3 separate regions of the Sus scrofa genome follow, and regions 1 and 3 are each linked to region 2. A link is a contact called in public Hi-C and HiChIP or PLAC-seq data. All regions are on one chromosome and are shown on one strand. The core of a region is the stretch at or near the end of the contact, and the rest is flanking DNA. Distances in the headings are between cores, read along the strand shown. Region 1 holds the start of NSRP1 (nuclear speckle splicing regulatory protein 1). Region 2 holds the start of SLC6A4 (sodium-dependent serotonin transporter). Region 3 overlaps NSRP1 (nuclear speckle splicing regulatory protein 1).

Region 1 (3,764 bases), core at 554-3,053, 120 kb before region 2:
TGGTTTAAAACCTCTCTCTCCTTCCCTGAAGATGGGGGTTGGGTAGAAAGTTCCAAACTCCTAATCATGGCATGGTCTCTCTGGTGATGAGCCCCCACCCTGAGACTATCCAGAAGACCACCCAGAGTTACCTCATTGGAACAAAATACATCAGGAACCAGGGTGGAAGATCAAATATCAGAACAAAAATTTTTCTCAGTGCTCTTGTAACTCACAATGGTTTTAGCAGCTCTGCCCAAGGAACCAGGGGCAGAAACCAATATATATGTATATATATGTATTTCACTGTTCCCTAAGCAGATTTCATATTTGGCTTGTATCTGGTCCTGCCCTAATCACTTTGGGGAGAAAATATCCAGCACATTCCTATATGCAAAACTATGTAATACATCCCAGCATTAATTCATTCAGAAGAGTGGATCTTAAAATGTGTAGGTCCTTTAAACCCTTTTGGGATTTTCCAGGTCAAAACTATCTTTCTAACAATACTAGGACATTATTTGCTTTTTTCACTCTTATCCTCACACCAGAGTACAATAAAGCTTTTCAGAGGCTTCATGATGTGTGATGATGTCATCACTCTGACAGCTAACTGAATGTGTGCTTATGGATTCTTTTTAATTTGATCTTTTTTTCTTTCAGTTTTATTGAGACATAATTAACATACGGTGCTGTATAAGTTTATGGTGTAGAGCATAATAAATTGACATATATATCATGAAATTATTACAATAAATTTAGTGAACATCCATTATTTCATATAGATACAAAAGAAAAAAAATTTTCCTCACGATGAGAATTTAGGATTTATCTCTTAACTTTCATTGCATTGTAGCAGCTGCAGCTCGGATTCAATCCCTGGCCAGGCAAACTTACATATGCATGGATGCAGCCATAAAATTAAAAAAAATAAAAAAGGATAGGAAAAGATATACTATGCTAACAATCAGTGGTTATATTAATATCAGGTAAGATAAATAAAAATAAAAGAATAAAGAGAATCATTTTTTAATAGTATGGGGTCAATATAAGAGGATATAACAAGCCTAAATATTTATACATCTAATAACAGAACTTCAAAATACACGAAACAAGACCTGACAGAAGTAAAAGGAGAAACAGACAAATCCACAATTATAGTTGGAGATTTTAACATCTTCTGTCAGGTAATTCCTGTTGGTAATTCAAGAGATCTTTTTCACTTGCTGTATGACTAGTTTGGAATGGGCCAAAAGTGAGTAGGTGCACAGGTGAAACGCGTGCCTAGAATTTTTTTAAAAGTATCATAGAAGACTTTAATCCTATACCCACCCAGTAGTACCATGGTATTGTTATTAATCATTTCTGTCCGAATATGAGATACTTAGCATAAGGATTTTGATCTTCTGCAAATTATCCTGAGCCAGATATACGCAAACGGAATATCTCAGGGGAAAAAAAAAATCCATAGCCTAGGGCAGTGGTTTTCAAACCAGAGTGTCAGAATTAGCTCGAGGGCTCCTTAAAATTCAGATTGCTGGGCCCCATCCCAGAGTTTCTGATTTGGTAGGTGTGAAATAGGGTGGGAAATTTTGCATTTCTAACAAATTCCTGGATGGTGCCAATGCTGCTGGCCCCAGGACCACACTCTGGGAATCACTGGCCTAGAATTTTGTCATTCCTTTCTTCCCACCGGTGTGGAGGCAGTCCCTCGGTTTTCAAACAATGCCGAAAGCCAAGCCCGAACAACCTGGCACCCAGCTGCACCAAGCAATTGAAAATACGAACCCAGCGGGTAGGCGGGTTCCAGGCCGCCTAAGGCCGCGCGAGAGTTCACGTAACGACGCTCTTACCTGCGTCAGCGTCACGTCGGCGTCGGCCACGTTCAGCGGAGACGGGAGCAAGATGGCGATTCCGGGCAGGCAGTGAGTGATCCGGGAGTTAGGGTTAGGCTGGGAAGTGAGACACCACGGCGACTGTGACTTTGGCCGAGGAGTAAAAATGCGCTGGAAGTGAAGGGGCTGTGTCGTCAGGGATAGAGACGGGGAAAAGCGAGAAATTCTGAGGAACATATATTCCCATCCCCCCCCACATTTTCCAGGATGGAAGCCCGAAGTTTGAGGGAGAAACTTGTGAGGAAATAAAGAAAGTTAGGCTGAGGGGCAGAGAGCGAGACTTTTCTATTTTCCAAAAGCTCGGTCTGAGGCCCCTCAGTCTTGCTTCCTACCCCGCGCTTGAGTTTCTCCCCGGTTGGATGCTTTCAGGGGTAATGAGAAGAGACAATTCCTGGCTTTCTTATAGGGCCTTGTTCTCCTTGGCAACTCAAGTTCTGATTCCCGCCCTCCCTTCTCGGTTTAGGAATGTTGTGCTGAGAAGCCACAGAAAAGGGTAGGCATATAGGAAATTGGGGCATATATTGCCGCAAAAGAGAAATGTTATATCTTCTTGCAAGTTTTACTTTTGATGTACAATCCTCAATTTGGATACGGCTTCCCGTGGTTTCTGTATCTTAAAGGCCAACGTGAGAAACTAAATGAGTTGTATCTGATGGGATGGTACTTTCAGGTGCTCCAAGACAAAGCAAGTGGGCTTAATAAAGGGTAATGGGAATTTGCCCATGGCTGTTTGGGTTTCTCAGTTAATGTAACCTTCAAAAGTTTTTCCATGGGTGACATTAACCTTTATCCAATAACTTCTTTAAAATTGTGTGAGCACTCAGTAGGGGAGAAAATAATTTTTTTTCTTTACTCTTGTTAGACCACGAGGATACTTTAGAGTGTTTTTCTTTGTAGTGGACATCAGCTGAGCTTTCCACTAACATGTTCTTTTTAAAATCTTACTATCATTTCACCATATAAAACATTTCTGAACTCTTCATTCACTTCTTTGGTTAAAATGGTATTTTGATTTTGGCCGGTGACCACAAGTAATCATTTAGAGTAATAATTATAAAATCTTAGCGCATATTAGAACTCTGAGATGGTTGAAAATGAGAACCAGTGTTATATGTTCCTAGACTATATAACATGTTTTGACTTGGTAGTTACATCTGAAAGAGATAGTGGATGTATTATTTTTTAAAGTTTAAACATAATGGTGTAATTTCTATTTTAAAAAAAATATATGCAGGTATGGGCTTATTTTGCCAAAGAAAGCACAGCAGTTGCACCCTGTTTTGCAAAAACCTTCAGTGTTTGGGAATGATTCTGATGATGATGATGAGGTAAGGGAACCTATGTTTTTCTACCGCATTGTTGGAAATATATATTTTTTTAAAAAATTGAACTTGTGAATTTGATGTCTTTGCTTGCTTTAGTTGTCAATACAGTATATCTAGAATATTATTTACACAATTATCAAAAATAATATTTAAAGAAGAAAGCACTGTTTTTTTTGATACATGAATAATTAAGAGATTTTCTTTTCTGAAGCTAAGAATTTATTTATAAGCAGTTATACAAAGTACTTTCAGATAACTAATGTTGATATAACAAAATTGTTGGTGTAAAGATCCCTGGAAATGAGCTATTAAGATGTTGCCAATTTCCTAGAATTTTTATTAGCAGAGAGGTTTCTTTTGAGACTACTTTTGTGGTTATGCAGTGTCTACTAAATGTAATTCCTCAGTTGGAATTATGATAGTTTATGAAGTTAGCATGGCTAGCACTATAAGAACAGCTAATAATGAACATTTTATTTTTCAGTAGCCAAAACAGTGTTTTCCTATGAAGCCCACAATTAAGCAATTTATAAAGCCCCCAAATGTGTGCTTTTTTAATACTTTA
Region 2 (3,775 bases), core at 782-3,281:
TGAGCTTTTGCCAGTTCCATTAAAACTTGAACGTTATTCCATCCCCACTTCCCGCCCCTACCATAAATATTTTTAAGCAAGGAGACTGAAAGAAATGGGTTTAAATATCTGTGCTGGCGTCACATCTCTGAAATGTCCTAGGTGGATCACCTGTGTGTTGAGGGGACGTTTGATTAATTGTGAAGCAGTTTCAATCTGCTGTTATTCAGGTTCAGTCACAAAAAGGAAAACCCATGCCCCAAACAGCTTGCACAAACCCCATAAGAATCCCCCTCTCATCATCCATGCTGGAAGCAGCCGCCCCAACCTGAGTCTGTGGTAGGAAAACTTGAACTTTGAGCACCAGTGGCTTCACACAAAAGCAGATTATAGACCTAGAGTCGAAGCTTTCCCTCCACTCCCCAAATCCAAAACCCCAAGAGCCCATGGTGCCCCTCCGTTTCACTAAACACAGGTCCCAAAGTTGCTTTCCTAGACATTTTTCCTATGCAACTGAAGGCAAAACACATTAAATATTTGATCCCGTCTTACTATGATGAGAGCTAGCAGGCTCATAAATAATCCATTGACCTGGTTCATTTTTCTGGACAAAATTGATCATAAAAATACATACACTCAAACCTTTGTAATGTCTGACTCTGAAATTCCACCCCTCTGAAATTCTTAAGAGCCCCAAACCCCAACTGAAATAGAAATTCATTATGCAGAAGACCCAGGGCGAATAGAAATGTGCTTCTTAGTGCTCTGTAGCTCCAGACAGCCCTTTCAAAAGCCAATATGAATGTACACATTTTTCAAACAACTGATGGTCTCACGCTTCAACCATGTAAAACAGCTCGCTGGAGTTTGAGTTTCACATAAATTGTGAATGGCCTGTAGGATGACCGACTGAGCGTGCATCGGTTCTACCAGTGAAAACCACCCAAGCGCACGGAGACTCGTCCCACTTAAGTGTCATCCCGAGATTTCTCTAGGCATTTGGGCTTCTCGTCGGCCAAGACGCTCCCCGCAGGGACGCCTGCACAGAGTCCCCGGCACGCGATGGCGGTCAGAAAAGAGCAAACAAAAGCTACGGCTTGAAAGTAAAGCAACTTTCCCCCCAGCGCAGGACGGCACTTCGCCCGAGACCGTCTTGAAGGGCTTTCCCGGGCTGGACCCCCCGAAGGCCGGCCGCCGGGGCCGAGGGAGCCCTCGGAGCCGCCCGCCAGCCCGCGGTCCCCGCTGCCGACTCCCTGCGCGCCCGCCCTGCCAGAGCACGGCGCCCACCGCCCAGGTCCCCCCGCCAGTGCCCGGAGGGCCGCGCGGGAAGAAGTTCTGGAGAGAAGAAGGCATTAGAAGCCAGAAGGAAGGCGGACCCACCTGCCGGGAGTCCGCGAGGCTGGTTCCGGGCTTCCGACGCGGGCGACCCTCGCGCCCTCGAGGCACCGGGCGCCGCTGCCTGTGCCGGCGCCGGCGCCCGCGCGGCCGTATTTGTACTCTCGGCCCCTCACATGGTCTGATCTCTAGATATCCGCCGCCAAAGAGCTCTTGAAGAATTTTTGCGTCACTTTGAGCCACAGAAACTTTACGTTTCTCCGCAGGCGGCCGCTGCTCGGCGTTCCTCCTGGGGAGGGGGTGGGCGCGCTCAGCCGAGGTGGGAGGGGGGGCCCGGGGAGGTGATGGACACCCCCCTCCACACACACACACACACACACACACACACACACACACGCACGCACGCACGCGCGCCCTCGCTCCCCGGGAGGGACAGCGCTGAGAGAGCGAGCGAGCCGGGGGCGGTGAGGGGCGGCGAGGGGCGGGCAGCCGGCCGAGCGCCGCGGAGAATCCTAACCTCCGCGCTCGTTAACCTCGCGGGGGAGGGGCTGCTCCACCACCCACAGGTGTAGTTTCTCCCCAGCAGTGGCTCCCCAGATTTTACTTAGGTTTATAAGCGACTCAGTATCGCTTTCTCAGAGTGATCTCCCTTGGCCACTGACACCTCCCATCACCCGCATCCCGAATCCTGCCCTATTTTTCTTGCTAGGACTTAGCCCCTGGCTTTCGTCCGGCTCTACCGCTGGGACGTAAGCTCAGCCAGAAGGAATCTTCTCTAATGCCTCACCATCCCAGCTGCCTCCAATAGCGCCCAACCTAGAGGCTCACAGTCCATACTTGCAGAGAGAATGAATGAATGAAGAATTCTTTTCCATTTTGTGAATCAGACACAAGTTCTAACCGGTATCAGAACAGAGGGTACGGGGGGGGGGGGGAAGGTGGTGGAGGGTGATTTGGAAAACTACGTCCCCGGGGCGTCCGGCTGGTGGATGAAGTTCTTCGAGTATCTTCATTATCTGAAGAGGTTCAACAGGAGTCTATTGTGTTGGACCAGATGAAGATACTGCTTTGATAATTAAAAAAAAAAAAAAAAAACACATGTTTAAAGATGAACTTCATATTATCATATTTTCAGTAAAATTATTTTTTACACTTGAAAAGAACAGATGCAGTACGTGCTCTGGGATGTCCCTGAGGCTGAGCCGAGCGCGCTGACACACCCACTTCTCCCCGGAGAAGGCCGGAGTCTCAGCCACGCAGGAGGCAGAAGGGAAACAGGGACAAGTTTGAAGCGCCCGCCCGCGTAACTTGGATTGAATGTAACCCAGAAATCTGAGCTGGTACCCAGCTGAGTGAAGCCGGCGGTGTCCAGAGGGACTGAGTTGGAACAACTCTGTCCACCCCGCCGCCCCACTCCCCTCTGGCGTGGGCGGCGCCCCAACTCGGGAGTAATCAGAGTGAGGTTTAGGTGCCACCTAGACGCCAGGGTGGGCATTGCAAGGAACGCGGGGAGGGCTTCAGAGAGGGCTCTGGTGAGCTGGCTGGTGATTCCTGGGCAAACTTGGGAATTTCATCCTGTGGCCAGATCCCGGGGTGGCGGGGCCCACACTGGGCAGCGCCTCCCTTCAGATGAACCCAATGTGCAAGCGCTGTGTGAACAAGGGGCACTTAAGGTGAGGTTCTGAGGAGGCGGCGGGAGGCAGCAGGCAGCGCGTGACTCCAGCCCTTGGCTAAGGCTCTTGTCTCCACTCAGTCCGCCCTGCACGTTGGCTCACCACGACTTTTTAACACCACAGTCTCACTAACCGTTCACCCCTCCTGGCCTTCTTTCTAGATCCTACTACCCATTCCTGCCCAGCCACTCGGCCCCTCTCAGGACTGCTTTCTTTGGTGCTGTGCTGCCCTAGCAAGTAAGCCTCCCAGGGACCTCTGGCTCCCTTCACAGGGATCATAATAATGGTGGGCACTGCCCAGCTGTGGGGAGAGAAGGAGCTGATGTGTCCAGGAGCATCGGTGCCCTCTCCTCCCCAGGGAGACTTCTCACCCACCCTCTCTCTCCCACCTTGAACCACCCCAGGCCAGTCTTCTCCTCTCTTGCTTGCTGGCTGAGGGGTGCAATCAGAAAAGAACACTGCAATTACACAGGCTGGACTTCTCCCTCCTTCCTCACTGCCTCCCTGACACAACCCGTGCAAAGCTGTTGCAGACAGTTCATCTCTCTACACACGTGCTTTCTCTTCTTTTTGTCCCTGTGGGTGTCATCCTAGAGACCACTTGGCCTCAGCTGCCCCACCTTCACCTCAACAAATCCAGCCTCTTTTCTCCCTAAAGCGAACCCTTCCCTGCCTTGTTCCCCACGCTCATGCCACAAGTGCCCTCCCTCCAGCATCATCCCGACTCCCTCCCTTCCAGAGTTCTAGCACCCTCTCCCCACTGCCTGTGGGGCTCCACTTGACTGCCC
Region 3 (3,817 bases), core at 31-2,530, 100 kb before region 2:
AGTTCCTGTCGTGGTGCAGTGGTTAACGAATCCGACTAGGAACCATGAGGTTGCAGGTTCGGTCCCTGCCCTTGCTCAATGGGTTAACGATCCGGCATTGCCATGAGCTGTGGTGTAGGTTGCAGACGCGGCTTGGATCCCGCGTTGCTGTGGCTCTGGCGTAGGCCGGTGGCTACAGCTCTGATTGGACCCCTAGCCTGGGAATCTCCATATGCCGCAAGAGCAGCCCAAGAAATGGCAAAAAGACAAAAAAAAAAAATTGCCTTAGGTCATGTAAATGAATTTTATTGTTACCGTCAGTTTCATAATGAAAAAGCTATAGGGATTTTGATTAGAATTGCATTGAGTTTATAGATTAGAAGAGTATTGATATTTTAATATTTTACTCATTTTATAAAGATGGCATGTTTCTTTATTCAGGTTTTTTTTTAATATCAGTACGGTTTTACCATTTCATCCGTAAAAATCATGCCCATTTTTTGTTAGATTTATTCCGAGGTATCTTACTGTCCTTGTTGCTGTTGTAAAGGGAATTTTTTCCTAAATTATTATTACTAGTATGTATAAAAGCTTCTGTTTTTGTTATTACTGATTTAATTCTAGCACCTGTGTAGTTCTAATAGTATACTTGATGATCCATTTGGATTTCCTTTGTAGACAATCATATTGTCTATAAATAAGGGTAATTTTATCTTTGCAGTTCTTTTACCTCACATTTATTTCTTTGTATGATTATGAGTGTGTCTTATTATATTGCTTAGAAACTACAATGTAGAGATAAGTAGAAGCAATGATAGTAACAAACTTTTATGTAGCTGACTTTAATGAAAAATGCTTCTAAAATTTCTAAATTAAATATGTTTAAGTTTTAGCTACTATTTCTAGATTACTAGGAATTTTTATCATAAATGAGTATTAAATTTTAATTATTTTAGCATCAGTGTGAACTTAAATTTTTTGAGTGAAAAAACATTTTTGTATTCTGTGTTTTGTGTTCCTTGGTTTTTTACTTAATTTGTTTCAGTGCACACTACTAGTCCTTTTACCAGTCAGTGCTTTCCATTTCTGAGGTCTTCAGCTTAATTTCATTGTTGAGTAGTTTTTCAACATGTGGTCATAGGAGTATTATTTCCTAAATTCTTAACTGTTAAGGAATGATTGATTGTCTGTTCTTTTGTCACCCAAGAAATGGCAAAAAGACAAAAAAAAAAAATTGCCTTAGGTCATGTAAATGAATGGATACAGTAGTTCTGCAATAACAATTTATTTCAAAACCACGTAGACATTAGTCATTTTCCCTGGACTGAATGTTATAATAAGGAAATACAATACTATAGTTATTTTATCCCAACTTTCAATGACTGACTTTTTTTATTGGCTTGGACAGATGATGAGTATTTTCTTTCTTTCTTTCTTTTTGGTTTTTATTGCCATACCCACGGCATATGGAGGTCGAATTCCCAGGCTAGAGGTCGAATTGGAGCTACAGTTGCCGGCCTCTGCCACAGCCACAGCAACACGGGATCCCAGCTGCATCTGCCACCTACATCACAGCTCACAGCAGTGCCAGATCCTTAACCCTCTGGATGGGGTCAGGGATCGAACCCACATCCTCATGGGTCCTAGTTGGGTTCGTTACCACTGAGCCACGATGGGAACTCTGAGTATTTTCCTTATATCGTTTAAGTTCAGTGTGTTTTGGTGCAATTTTATTTATTTATTTATTTATTTTGCTGCACCTGCGACAAATGGAAGTTCCAAGGCCAGGGATTGAACCTGCATCACAGCAGTGACTTGAGCCATAGTAGTGACAATGCTGGATCCTTAATCCACTGAGCCACCAGGGACCTCCTGGTGCAAATCATTTTGAGTTTTTTTTTTTCCCCCCGGGAATACATTATTGCTTTTTCCCTAAATATATAACTATTCTTTCATTTCATAGAAATTTACTGTCATCATATCAATACTTTTTCTGATCCATTTGTTTTTTACCTTTTATCTTTTTGGAGAATCACCTTCGTCTTCCATATCGTCGTGCATTCATTAGTTCATTCAACAAATATTTAGTGATTCCCTGCTCAGCAAGTGAAATAAAACAAAGCTATTGCCCTTCTGGAGCTTACATTGTAGCAGGAGGAAAAAGGTGATAAATAGTTTACCTAACAGATTGTATATTACAGGTTAATTTAGAAGATAACAAGGATCAAGAAAATGTAGAGTCTGGTAAAATGAAAGCATTAGATATTTGAGAGAATTACTCTGTCTTTTTTTTTCTGTATCAATCATGATTATTTTAAATGTCTTTTTTGCTTCTTGCTATTTCTAGGTAATTATTAGCTCTACTGGTGTTGTTAATGATGTCTTGTTTGTTTGTTTAATGTCTGCACCCACACATATGGAAGCCAGGGAGTGAATCCCATCCACATCTGTGACCTGCACCACAGCTGCAGTAACGCAGTGCCGGAGCTTTTAACCCACTGCTGCAGTCACATTCTTAACTCACTGTGCCACAGCAGGAACTCCTATATTTACTCTTATATGTGACCAGTTCCTGCGACCAAAAAGCTCGTCATTTTCTCAAACCTGGGAGCCTCAGTGCTCTTGATTCCTGCCCATGCAGATTTTTAATTCACTGCCCCACAACAGGAACTCCATTAATGGTATTTTCATCCTCAGTATATTTTCTTAGTTCTGCAGGCTTCTTTTCCATTCCTTTTATTGTTCTATTATATGATCATTAACTCCTTTGATTTAATTCATGATCTTAGTTCAAAGAGTTTGACAAGGAAGAGAAAGGAGGAGATGGAGATGATAGAAGGAATAATGTTGAGAGTTGGTGGAAATTTCCTTTTTGATGTTTTTTTTCCTGGGATGGAGATGATTTGTGCATGTTTAAAAGGGAAGAAGACAAAGGAAAAGGAGAGATTTTATGCCAAGGAATCTAAGCTGTCAAGAAGTAAATTGACCTATGTCACACACAGAGTACTAGGTAAATAGAGGAAGAATTTGAACCCAGAAGATCTGTCTGATCCATAGTCTAGCTTTTAAACATTATAATGTACTCCCTCTGAAAGGCAGTTTGTTTGTAATGGTGTTTTGTTTTTATTTTTTATTTATTGCTTTTTAGGGCCACACCTGTGGCATATGGAAGTTCCCAGGCTAGGGGTCTTATTAGAGCTACAGCTGCCAGCCTGTGCCACAGCCACAGCAATGCAGGATTCAAGCTACATATACAACCTACACTGCAGCTTGCAGTGATGCCAGATCCTTAACCCACTGAGCAAGGCCAGGGATTGAACCCATATCCTCACAGAGACAATGTTGGATCCTTAACCTGCTGAGCCACAATAGGAATTCCTAGTTTGGGGTTTGTTGTTTTTTTGATTTTTTTTTTTTTTGAATAGTTTTATTCCACAGTTTTCATTGCTTTAAGAGGGGAATTGAGAAAATTATGGAGTGGCTTTTACTTAGCAGTTATTGAAAGAGAGTATTACTGACACCAGTTTTTGATGTGGGCCAGATATTGTAGATACTCTGTTGTATCTCATGATCCCCATCCATATGGCTAAAATCTCTCTAAACTTGTATATAGATAAAAAGCTATAATTCTGAGTTTTGGGCCTAAGTTCTTTTTTATAGATAAACACAGTTTTGCATATTCTGTTTCTATTAAGTGGAAGGGGTTTTTTTGGTTGTGTTGTGTTTTATTTTGTTTGTCTTTTTGCCTTTTCTAGGGCTGCACCCGCAGCATATGGAGGTTCCCAGGCTAGGGGTCTAATCCGAGCTGTAGCCACCAGCCTACTCCAGAGCCACAGCA

What was found. A called contact is a pair of places that touch in the nucleus more often than the background predicts. HiChIP or PLAC-seq counts read pairs in DNA pulled down with a chosen protein or histone mark.
Region 1: a Hi-C map of embryonic fibroblasts shows a contact between it and region 2, with 4 times the contacts expected there. The contact joins the promoter of NSRP1 here to the promoter of SLC6A4 in region 2. A contact is called at or near these places in 2 of 5 promoter capture datasets (fetal liver and liver), 21 of 47 Hi-C or Micro-C datasets (alveolar macrophages, blood, embryonic fibroblasts and 12 more) and 2 of 2 datasets of contacts at active chromatin or transcription factors (alveolar macrophages and skeletal muscle).
Region 3: an H3K27ac HiChIP or PLAC-seq map of alveolar macrophages shows a contact between it and region 2. The contact joins the enhancer-like site here to the promoter of SLC6A4 in region 2. A contact is called at or near these places in 2 of 5 promoter capture datasets (fetal liver and liver), 6 of 47 Hi-C or Micro-C datasets (embryonic fibroblasts, epiblast stem cells, omental adipose tissue and 2 more) and 2 of 2 datasets of contacts at active chromatin or transcription factors (alveolar macrophages and skeletal muscle).

The regions. Positions count from the first base shown.
Region 1 is chr12:46,209,399-46,213,162 of Sscrofa11.1, forward strand. NSRP1 (nuclear speckle splicing regulatory protein 1) reads left to right here and starts at 1,804. Exons shown (of 7, transcript XM_003131784.6): 1 at 1,804-1,904; 2 at 3,109-3,202. The coding sequence starts at 1,885. MIR423 (microRNA 423) reads left to right here and starts at 2,127; the gene lies at 2,127-2,206.
Region 2 is chr12:46,326,346-46,330,120 of Sscrofa11.1, forward strand. SLC6A4 (sodium-dependent serotonin transporter) reads right to left here and starts at 2,032. Exons shown (of 14, transcript XM_021067521.1): 1 at 1,360-2,032.
Region 3 is chr12:46,225,946-46,229,762 of Sscrofa11.1, forward strand. All of the region lies in intron 2 of NSRP1 (nuclear speckle splicing regulatory protein 1), which reads left to right. Among named protein-coding and RNA genes, the nearest start is that of MIR423, 16 kb to the left of the region's middle. Within about 2 kb of position 1,281, at least 2 of the 83 cell types and tissues checked have an H3K27ac peak or open chromatin away from gene starts, as enhancers often do. A contact at or near this core is called in alveolar macrophages, where this site is marked.